2 separate regions of the Capra hircus genome follow, and region 2 is linked to region 1. A link is a contact called in public Hi-C data. All regions are on one chromosome and are shown on one strand. The core of a region is the stretch at or near the end of the contact, and the rest is flanking DNA. Distances in the headings are between cores, read along the strand shown.

Region 1 (5,683 bases), core at 1,478-3,977:
CCAGGCTATTGTTATTTCCTCTGGAACCTGGGCTCAGCAGAAAGCAAGTCTGCAGGGAGTGTCCCATGAAGTCTCAGGAGAAACTGATGGGATTCAAGGCTGGGGTGACCACGGAAGAGCAGTAGGTCTGGGCCCAGGCCAGTGGCAGCAGAGAAGCCCTAGGAGCAATCAGGAGACCACCCCAGAGCGGAAAGAATGATGACCCCCACCCCCTGGAAACCTGGAACTGCAGGGAGTTGGTCAAACCATGGCAAGAAGCGGGTAGCAGCAGTTATGGTCTATTGACAGAGAAGCTTCTGGAACCAGGAAAAGATGAGCCCTAGATGAATGGGGAGGGGACACCAGAAAGCTTTAGGAGAAAGGACCACCTTGTTGAGGAGAAGGCTCCTGACTCACCCAGTGCAGACAAGGGTGGGCTGGAGGAGCCTTCTCCAAGGATTCGAAGGTCTGGGATGAATTGGAGGTGGGCTCAGTGTAGATCTCAGTGGATCATGTTTGATGCAGGGGAAAGAGTCCTGGACAGGAGGGTCTAGAGACATGGGTTCAGTCCTAGCTCCATCACCAGCCTACTGGGGTGTTATATATGCCCCATTAGTTCCCCTATTTGCAAAATGACAGGTGAGTGGGTTGAACCCCTTGGCTTGGAAGGGCCTTCCCATCTCTGGCACTCTGAGCATCTCTGGGCCAAGGGCCCAGCTGGCCGGTGCCTCTCTGGCTTTACAAGTCCAATGCTGCTGCCCTGAGACACAGCTTCAGGTGGGGATGAGCCCATGTGCCCAGGGCCAGGGTCTGAGTGGACCTGATGTCTCCCAGAGGACTGAGTCCTTGGCCCTGGATGATCAGGGCCATGCTGGGCCCTGCAGACCTGGCCCCTGTGGATATAGCGGGGCAAGGGAGGTGGACCCAAGTACTGGTATGGTTTTCCTTCTTCAAACCCAATCCACCAGGGGCCATTCTCACAGGCCTGTGCTAAGAGCACCAGGGGACTCACCGTTGGGGGATCCGATAGGTTCCAAGGGGTGTAAAACAGACCCCAGGTCATCCTTGGGTGGTCAGCACAGCCTGTGGTTGAAGCAACTACTTCCGGTGTTGTTTAGCTTTAGTCTGGTGGGAGGAAGAAAGTTCCCCTAGAAGTGTCCCGCAGGCCATCACGGAGAGTGTCCACAACCTGGCAAGGGACCCTGCTCAGAGGATCCCAGGCCCAGGCTCAGAGGGCCCCTCAGAGATCATCCCCCTGGAGCAACTCAGGCCTCATGCAGAGAATGGAGTAGCCTGAGTGACACAGCCCATCCTTGGGAGCCTGAACCAGGAACCTGAGTCACAGCACAATGACCTTCCGAGCACCTCTCAAAGGCTGGTCTCTGAGATCAAGGCAGAGAGAGAGAGAGCCTGGGTCAGGAGGCAGGGTTCTGGGTCTTAGTCTCAACAGCACACTGACTTGCTGCGTGACCTTGGCAAATAACATCTCTTGGAGGGCTGCCTCAGTTTCCCCTTCTGTGCATTGAAGGTGTGGCCCTGACAACGGATGCCCCTTGGAATAACCATTTAAGTCCAGGGCTAACTTCTCCAGAACATGAACCTCTTTCCTTTGCCAGACTTGGTGCCCGCTATAGGGCTGGATCATACCCACCTTTGGGTCCCCAGCCCTGGTCCAGAGTAGGGGCCCAGAGATGTCTGGAACCTATGCAGTTTCATGCATACTTGGACATGGTCAAGTACTTCACAGCTGTCTTCAGTGAGTCGTGGTCAAACACCCCTGCAGGGGTTGCAGAGAGAATGTAGGCATCATCAGGATTGGGTGGGAGGAGTTCAAAGAGCTGGGTCCACAGGGCTCTGGCGACCCCAGCCAGAGCCTGCAGGCCACGCCTCCACCCAGAAGCCAGCTGTAAGCAGTATGGAGAAGGCCTGGCTCCAGAAAGTTCCAAAGAGCTGGTGGGTTTCCAGAAGCTTCTGATGGCAGTAGATGTTTGTAAGCAGCCACCTGGTTATTTGGTCATGGAGTCCACAGGATCCAGAAGCTTGTCCAAAGTAATCATCCATCCAGAAAGTCTACCTAGGTCTGGACTCTGCTGGGAAAACGAAGCAGCTGATGCTACTGCCGTGAGATTCGTCTGTTCCCTCGGTTGGGTACAGGGCAGGAACTGGAGACTGGCACACCATGCCAGCTGTTTTCAACATTAAGCCCCAGGGAAAACGACTTTGGCTAGGAAGTCACCATCCCTGGGCTCTGGCCCATGTCATCCAGGAACATGCCATGTGACCTTGGGCAAGTCTCTACACTTCCCTGGGCCTATTTCTCTTTCAGTTTAATGAGAGGGTTGGAGAAACTGCTGAGGGTCCTTCCAGCTAGGATCCTAACCTGACCCCAGGCTGTCCCCAAGGAGAAAAAGACTAAGGAAGGCAGCTGGAGGGAGCATGGGTCTTCAGAGACCCAGGGTGGCCCAGCCAGCAGCGAAGTCCTCACCTGGCATTTTCACTCAGTGGCCTTGTCCAGAGAGGATCCTCATACGCTCTAGGCCTGGCGTTTTCTTTCCTTCCAAGGCTCCTATGGAAGGAGAGTCTGCCTGTTGGAGGGAGATGGAGAGTGGAGGGGCGGGGCGGGAGGGGAGAGGCAAGGGCAGGCCCTCCTTTCTCCAAGGTTGGAATGTCCCCAAAGTGGGTTGAGGGCGCTAAGATTGGGGAGGGGGTGGGGCACGGCCCCTGAGGCTCCCCGGGCCCAGGCCCCGGGGCTCATGGCTCGGGGGCGGGGGCAGTTCTCGGGCTCTGGCTGAGCCGCCACTCCGCCGGTTGCCTTTAAAAGGCGCCAGCGCGCGCGCATCAGCAGAAGGGCTGCGGCTCTCTTCCAAAATAGGCAAGAACTGGGAGGCCGCGAGAGATGAGCTGCGAGCATCGCAGACGTCACCCGGGGCCTCCCTCCCCACCGCCTGCATCAGGTCTCCATGGCAACGGCGTGCCGCGGCCGCAGATGAATGAGCTACAGCGAAGTAGGGAGGAGCGCGCGCACTCGGTCTCTCAGGCGTCCAGGCGGAGAAACTGCGCCAGGAATGGGGCTGCAGACCCGGCGCGGGGAGGAAGGGGGCGCCCTCGTATTCAAACGACTCCAAGACCCATTCATTCCCTACTGATTCTACTATGTCTTGGGAACGCGGGCTCTACTCAGTCCATTCAGGGACCTCTGATCCTTTGGTTCAGACGTCCTAGGCTCCCAGGGTTCCCCTTTACCCTCATCTACCCTCTCACTCCGTCACCTCTCTTCTGCGCCCCAAACTCTGCGGAAAATCGGACATCGTGTGGCTTAGCGCCACCGCGTGGCGGGTAATGTCGCTGCGTCTGGCGTGCTGTGGCTGGGGTCTCGCCGTCTATGTCGCCCTCTGCCGTTTGTGAGGGGAAGAGCATAAAAGATCTCAGTCTTCAAGACCCCAGTGAAGCCACTACAGAGAACAGCGTGGAGTAACTATGGAGAATAGTATGGAGACTTCTTTAAAAACTAGGAATAAAATGACCATCTGACCCAGAAATCTCACTACTGGGCTATACCCTGGGAATCGCAATTCTGAAAGACACGTGCACCCCAATGTTCATTGCAGCATTATTTACAATAGCCAGGACACGGAAGCAATCTAGATGTCCATCAACAGATGAATGGATAAAGAAGTTGTAGTACATATACGCGAGGGAATATTGCTCAGTCATAAAAGCAATGAATTCGAATCAGTTCTAGCGAGGTGGATGAAGCTAGAGCCTGTTATACAGAGTGAAGTAGGTCAGAAGAGAAAAACAGATATCGTATATTAACAGATATCGTATATGTGGAATCTAGAAAAATGGTACTGATGAACCTATTTGCAGGGCAGGAATAGAGACTCAGATATAGAGAACAGATTTATGCACGCAGCCGGGGAAGGAGAGAGTGGGACAAATGGACAGAGTACTAGCGAAACATACAATATGTAAAACAAATGAAGTGAAGTGGAAGTCACGCAGTCGTGTCCAACTCTTTATGACGCTATGGATTATATAGCCCATGGAATTCTCCAGGCCAGAATGGGTAGCCTTTCCCTTCTCCAGGGGATCTTCCCAGCCCAGGGATTGAAGCCAGGTCTCCCGCATTGCAGGTGGATTCTTTACCAGCTGAGCCACAAGAAAGTGAAAGTGTTAGTCGCTCAGTCATGCCTGACTATGACCCCATGGATTGCAGCCCACCAAGCTCCTCTGTCCGTGGGATTTTCCAGGTGAGGATACTGGACTGGGTAGCCATTTCCTTCTCCAGGGGATTTTACCGACCCAGGGATTGAACTCAGGTCTCCTACAGGCAGATTCTTTACTTACTGAGCTACCAGGAAGCCCATAAGGGAAGCCCAAAAATGGATAACCAGTGGGAATTTGCTGTATGACACAGACAGCTCAACCCGTGCTTTGCAACAACCTGGAGAAGTGGGAGGTGAGAGGGAGGTTCAAGAGGCCGGGGATATGTGTATACCTATGGCTATTGGAGAAGGAAATGGCAACCCACTCCAGTATTCTTGCCTGGAGAATCCCAGGGACAGAGGAGCCTGGTGGGCTGCCTGCCGTCTATGGGGTCACAAAGAGTCGGACATGACTGAAGCGACTTAGCAGCAGCAGCAGCATGGCTGATTCATGTTGATGGCAGAAACCAACACAACATTGTAAAGCAATTATCCTCCAGTTACAAATAAATTAAAAAATAATTAACCATGGAAGAAAGCATGGTAGAGTGATGAGGAAATAAAAGCTCAGATTCAACACACCCAAAATAAGATCCCAGTAAACAATGGAGGTCACCATTATCTTCATTACCTCCACCATAGTTTGGTCTTAGGTCAAACAACAGGAAGCAAACACAGCTTTGCCCATCAACAGAAAATTGGATTAAAGAGTCACTGAGCATGGCCTCGCCCAACAGAACAAGACCCAGCTTCCCCCACAGTCAATGTCTCTCATCAGGAAGCTTCCTTAAGCCTCTTATCCTTATCCATCAGAGGGCAGACAGACTGGAAACCACTATCACAGAAAACTAACCAATCTGATCACATGGACCACAGCCTTGTCTAACTCAATGAAACCATGAACCATGCCATGTAGGGCCACCCAAGATGGAAAGGCCATGGTGGAGGGTTCTGACAAAATATGACCCACTGGAGAAGGGAATGGCCAATCACTTCAGTATTCTTGCCTTAAGAACACCATGAACAGTATGAAAAGGCAAAAAGATATGACACTGAAAGATGAACTCCCCAGGTCGGTAGGTGCCCCATATGCTACTGGAGAAGAGTGGAAAAATAACTCCAGAAACCATGAAGAGACAGAGCCAAAGCAAAAACAACGTCCAGTTGTGGATGTGACTGGTGATGGAAGTAAAGTCCGATGCTGTAAAGAGTCATATTGCATAGGAACCTGGAATGTTAGGTCCATGAATCAAGGCAAATTGGAAGTGCTCAAACAGGAGATGGCAAGAGTGAACATCGACATTTTATGAATCAACAAACTAAAATGGACTGGAATGGGTGAATTTAACTCACATGACCATTATATCTACTACTGTGGGTAAGAATCCCTTAGAAGAAATGGAGTAGCCCTAATAGTCAACAAAAGAGTCCGAAATGCAGTACTTGGATGCAGTCTCAAAAATGACAGAATGATCTCTGTTTGTTTCCAAGGCAAA
Region 2 (5,666 bases), core at 3,154-5,653, 240 kb before region 1:
ACCAACTCCCGGAGTTCACTCAGATTCACTTCCATTGAGTCAGTGATGCCATCCAGCCATCTCATCCTCTGTCGTCCCCTTCTCCTCCTGCCCCCAATCCCTCCAGCATCAGAGTCTTTTCCAATGAGTCAACTCTTCACATGAGGTGGCCAAAGTTTTGGAGTTTCAGCTTTAGCATCATTCCTCCCAGAGAAATCCCAGAGCTGATCTCCTTCAGAATGGACTGGTTGGATCTCCTTGCAGTCCAAGGGACTCTCAAGAGTCTTCTCCAACACCACAGTTCAAAAGCATCAATTCTTCGGCGCTCAGCTTTCTTCACAGTCCAGCTCTCACATCCATACATGACCACTGGAAAAACCATAGCCTTGACTAGATGGACCTTTGTTGGCAAAGTAATGTCTCTGCTTTTGAATATGCTGTCTAGGTTGGTCATAACTTTCCTTCCAAGGAGTAAGCGTCTTTTAATTTCATGGCTGCAATCACCATCTGCAGTGATTTAAAGTTACAGAAGAGTAAACCTCCCAAACTTGAGAGAAACAAGAGATGTTTAGGATCATTAGTAATGAGAGAAATGCAAATTAAAGCAACAATGATATACCATTTTATACCTGGCAAAAATTAGAAAACTGGATAATGTCAAAGAGACACTGAGATGCAGGATCCCTCGGGTGGGAGGTAGACTGGTTTCCAGAGGACAACCTGACACTACTTGGTCAAGGTAGTTCTGAGACAGTCCTGGGATCTGGGACCTTTTGCTGCAGTGCTACAGTGCTTGTGCCTAGACACAACTCTCCTCAGATGACACTAAAAATAACTGCGTGCATGCGCAATTTGGGCAAATTCTGGACCAAAGATACAAAGAGACCAAAAAACACAACTGCCACTTTTGAAGTGCCTGAAGCAAAAAGCAAAAGCAGGCTACTGCGCATGCTCCCTGCACTCACCACCACCTAAGGAAGGGGCAAAACACCTAAGCCACCCCTCCAACCCAACCCCTGGACACACCCCTACCCTCACCCCATATAAAGAGCAAGCTTGCACCTCCTTGGGGAGCAAGCCAGCAAGGGGACCTGTTTGTTCTCACTTCCCCGCTGCTGCAACAGGGGCCCCAGTAGAGTCTTGCCTGAATTTCTTGTCTGGCCTCTGATCAATTTCTATTGACTGGAGAAAGTCAAGAACCCTGGTTGGTAACAATTTAATGTATACCCTATGACTCAGCAACCCAGAAATTCCATCCCAGTCCTAACTCCCCTCAAATTTTCACACCAATCTATTAGGGTACACATAATTAACATAAGGATGTCAACTGCAAGCTTATTTATAATAAGAATAAGGAGTTAGAGGCGACCTGAGTGTCCTATGCTGGGAGATAGATAAAATATGGTGGCTGCACACTGTGGAGTATTGCTCAGCAGTTAGATACCACACAAAAACTTAGGGCTTCCCTGGTGGCTCAGTGGTAAGGAGACATGGGTTTGATCCCTCGGTTGGGAAGATCCCCTTGGAGAAGGAAGTGGTAACCTGCTGCAGTATTCTTGCCTGGAAAATCCCATGTACAGAGGAGCTTGGTGGGCTACAGTCCACGGGGTTGCAAGAGTCAGACACAGGACTTACTGACCAAACAACAAGAACTACATAGTGCTTAGTGAAAAAAGTAAGAAACAATGAGCTATACAACACAATTTACATAAACATCTTCATAAATTAATTTACCCAAATAACATTTACCCAAATGAACAAGGGTGGACTTTGTTTAGATCCATATTAGGAGAAACCAGATGTAAAAACAGATACTTGGGACAATCCAGTAGAAATTTAAATACCAATATCACATGATATTAGCATCGCATAGAGCTGATTTTTTAGAGGCAGTTAGTGAGAAACTTATAGGTGAAACGACATTATGACTGGAATTTGCCTTAAAAAGAACTCTAGCCCCAATGCACACACACAAAGCAAAGGGGCTGTATGAAATAAGATGAGCAAATGTTGATAACTGTCAAAGCTGAGTAAGGGGCCCAGAAGATTTCATAATATACTTTATTTGTGCCTTTTTGAAAATGTCCACAATGAAACATTTTTTGTAATGGAAAAAGCAAATGTGCATTAAAAAAACATGTCTTACAGAAGACAAACTTATAGTTACCAAAGAGGAAGATAGGGGAGGAAAAATTAGGAGTTCGGGAATAGCAGATGCAAACTACTATATATAAAATAGACAAACAACAAGGTTCTAAGGTATAGCACAGGTGATTATATTCAATATCTTGTAGGGACTTTCCTGATGGTGCAGTGATTGAGATTCTGAGCTTCCATTGAGGGGGCCTGGGTTCCATTCCTGGTCAGGGAACAAGATCCTACATGCTGCAACTAAACATTTCCATGCCCCAACTAAAAAGATCCTTCATGCCACAACTAAGACAAATAAATAAAGAGCTTGTAATAACCTATGATGGAAAAGAATATGAAAATGAGTATATGTATATGTACAACTGAATCACTTTGCTGTACACCAGAAACTAACACGACATGGTAAATATACTTCAATTTAAAAAAATATATATCTTGCAAGAACACAAAATAATACATTCTAAATTCATTTAATGGTTGCCTACGAGGGCTTCCCTTGCGGCTCAGCTGTAAAGAATCTGCCTGCAATGCGGGAGACCTGGCTTCGATCCCTGGGTTGGGATGATCCCCTGGAGAAGGGAACGGCTACCCATTTCAGTATTCTAGCCTGGAGAATTCCATGGACTGTATAGTCCATGGGGTTGCAAAGAGTCGGACACGACTGAGCGACTTTCATTTTCAAAAAGTGAGGGAAAGCGAAGGGGAGGTAAAAGGGAATAGATAAGAATAGGGAAATAGATGGGGGAGAAGATGGGATGGTATGGTTAGAGCTATGAGGAGAAACAGTATAAAAACACAGGAGGAAAGGATGGTGAACGAACGAAAAATTTTAGAGGGGTGCAAACTGTTAAGAGGATATTAGTTTTGGTAACCTCAGAAAACTTGCGCAATTGGAGAGGAAGATAGAACCCAAAACACAGGCATAAAGGTGGGCAACAGCAGGTTCACACTGTTTGCAAAAATCCACCCTGAAACACTGGGAAGAAATCCAAGTTAGAAAAACTAATAGCAAAGATGAGTAAAAACTATTTCAGAAATGGGCAAAGGGGTCCCTCGCTGGTGTTTTAAAAGTCTGACTATAGAGAGAAACTGGGAAATGACCAAGAGAAGAAGGGAATGGGAGGGTTAAATAGAATTAGGTGGGAGATAAGCATGAGTGTTATCAGAACTGGGACAGTGCCTCTTCTGAAATTGGTGGACAACAAAGAATTCAGTAAAAGAAATGTAACCAAGTAGCTGAAGAGGAAGAGGACGGCATGCAGAGTTTGTGCCTGATAGTATCAGAAAAGATACCAAGGAGGAATGGTGATGGACCAAACATCCTGGCATGCTCTACTTGGAGATAAGCTAAGTCCATCAATCTCCATAAACGTCTATTCTTTGTCCAAAGGTGACAGTGAGTGATAAACCCCCTTAGTAACTTCCTTTTTGCCAGCAGGAGGTGCCCTTGGACCACAGTTGAATTCTGAAAGCTGGAAAATGCCCTGGTCAGTTGCCCTGTCCTCCAGCAGCTTGGTCTGGAGGTGGAGACCCTGGCCTGTCCCCAAAACAAGAAACCTCTCTGGTCCTCTACACCAAGCATTCGTTGGTGTGCTCCCAAGAATCGGGAACTGTTAAGGACATATAATTAGAGCTTAATTCTCTAGCTAGGGAGAGAAAACCAGCCTTCGTGTATATGTGACAAACAAAACCCAACTGATTTGAGTGTAACCTGGATAGAATGCCTCTACGAGCTATCTCAGCTCTGCCATCTTCGGTTCTGTTTCCTCACCAATGAAGTACATGTTTTCAATTAAAATATTTTGAATTATGTTATAAAGCGCTACCAAAAAAAAATAAAAGGCCAGGTTTGCTTGAAATGTGGCCCACCTGTATTCCTAAAATGTTGCCCCAAGCTACCGTAGGGGCTGGCCGATTGCTAAGAAAACCCGCTTTTCGGGGACTCAGTGGGATAACCCTTTGTCATCAGCAGCGGCCGTCCTTCCCCACCTCCGCCCCCCGACACTGCCCAATAGCACGATCCATTGTGAATGGATCCATTATGATCCACTGTGACTCCCGGGCTTCCGATTTCACCAAGGCAGTGGTTGCGTCCAGAGCCTTCTGACGCGTGAGCGCCGACCCCCACCCACACCACCGTCCAAGGTGTTGATTGGCTAGCCGGGCCAGGGGGCGGGCTGACCTCCGCTCCGCCGCGCCGACAACAGCGGGCCCCGCCCCCTATCGGGGCGACTGGGAGCCGAGCCCGGGGCAGCCATTTGTACGCGGCCGCGGGATTGGTCGCCTGGCTCCCGCGAGGGTGAGGAGGGGGTGGGCAGCGCGCACTCGCGCGTGCGTCAGGTGGCGCGCGAGAAAGGCCCGGTCGCGCCGAGGTTTGAGCGGCCGTCGCCATTTTGTAGGGTTCTCTCTGACGCGGGAGCCGCCGCCAGCGCTGCTGCCACCCGGAGGTGCGCAAGGTATCCGTGGGCGTGTGGGGAGCCCGAGAGCCGGGCCGGCCTGGCCTCTGGCGGACGGGGATGGCCCAGGGTTTGGGTTTCTTCTCTTGGGGCGGGAAGTCCGGGGAAGACAACGGGAGGAGGCGGGGCCGGGTCTCCGGAGGGGGCGGGGCAGGGGTCGAGTCGAGTCTTTGTTGGGGAAAAGGCACTGGAGTTGGGTCGCCAGGGCGGGGGTGGGGGTCCCAATTGGGGCAAAGGGGGCCTTTTTATTCGTAAAAGTATTTTGAACGGTGATGCTTCACGGAAGAGAGGTACACAGATTTCCCTCCAAAACCTTGTTACCAGGGACAGTTAGATATATGCCTCTTCCCCCTCGTTTGGATTCTTCTCTTACTTGCCCCCGAACAGGAGTATTTCAAGCTAATCCTGTTACTGAAAGGGCGCCTTATTTCACGAGGGACTATGCAGTGCATGCTGGCAACCGATCCGTTCGCGTGTTACACACAGCTTACACTACTCCTTAAGAGCTAACCTTTCTCCCGCTACTGAAAAAAGAAGGAGCGTCTGTGAGAGCATCTTGAAGGTGCCAAGAACTTGGGAGGATTAATCCGAAATGCAGTGCATTGAAACTTTCGCCTCTAACTTCTGAAAATCTCCTTTCTTCTCTTTCAGGCTCTTGTCAGAATGGTGAAGCTGTTCATCGGAAACCTGCCCCGGGAGGCCACAGAGCAGGAGATCCGCTCGCTCTTCGAGCAGTATGGGAAGGTGCTGGAATGTGACATCATTAAGAACTACGGCTTTGTGCACATAGAGGACAAGACGGCGGCCGAGGATGCCATCCGCAACCTGCACCACTACAAGCTGCACGGGGTGAACATCAACGTGGAAGCCAGCAAGAATAAGAGCAAAGCTTCAACCAAGTTGCATGTAGGCAACATCAGTCCTACCTGTACCAACCAAGAGCTCCGGGCCAAGTTTGAGGAGTACGGTCCAGTCATCGAATGTGACATCGTGAAAGATTATGCCTTTGTACACATGGAGCGGGCTGAGGATGCAGTGGAGGCCATCAGGGGCCTTGACAACACAGAGTTTCAAGGTGAA

What was found. A called contact is a pair of places that touch in the nucleus more often than the background predicts.
Region 2: a contact with region 1 is called in a Hi-C map of blood, with 5 times the contacts expected there. The contact joins the promoter of LOC102180196 here to the enhancer-like site in region 1. A contact is called at or near these places in 2 of 5 Hi-C or Micro-C datasets (both in blood).

What each region holds. Positions count from the first base shown.
Region 1 is chr29:44,850,680-44,856,362 of ARS1.2, reverse strand. No RefSeq gene overlaps it. Among named protein-coding and RNA genes, the nearest start is that of NPAS4, 12 kb to the left of the region's middle. Within about 2 kb of position 2,727, at least 1 of the 5 cell types and tissues checked has an H3K27ac peak or open chromatin away from gene starts, as enhancers often do.
Region 2 is chr29:45,089,898-45,095,563 of ARS1.2, reverse strand. LOC102180196 (RNA-binding protein 4B) reads left to right here and starts at 4,403. Exons shown (of 3, transcript XM_018043083.1): 1 at 4,403-4,577; 2 at 5,238-5,661. The coding sequence starts at 5,250.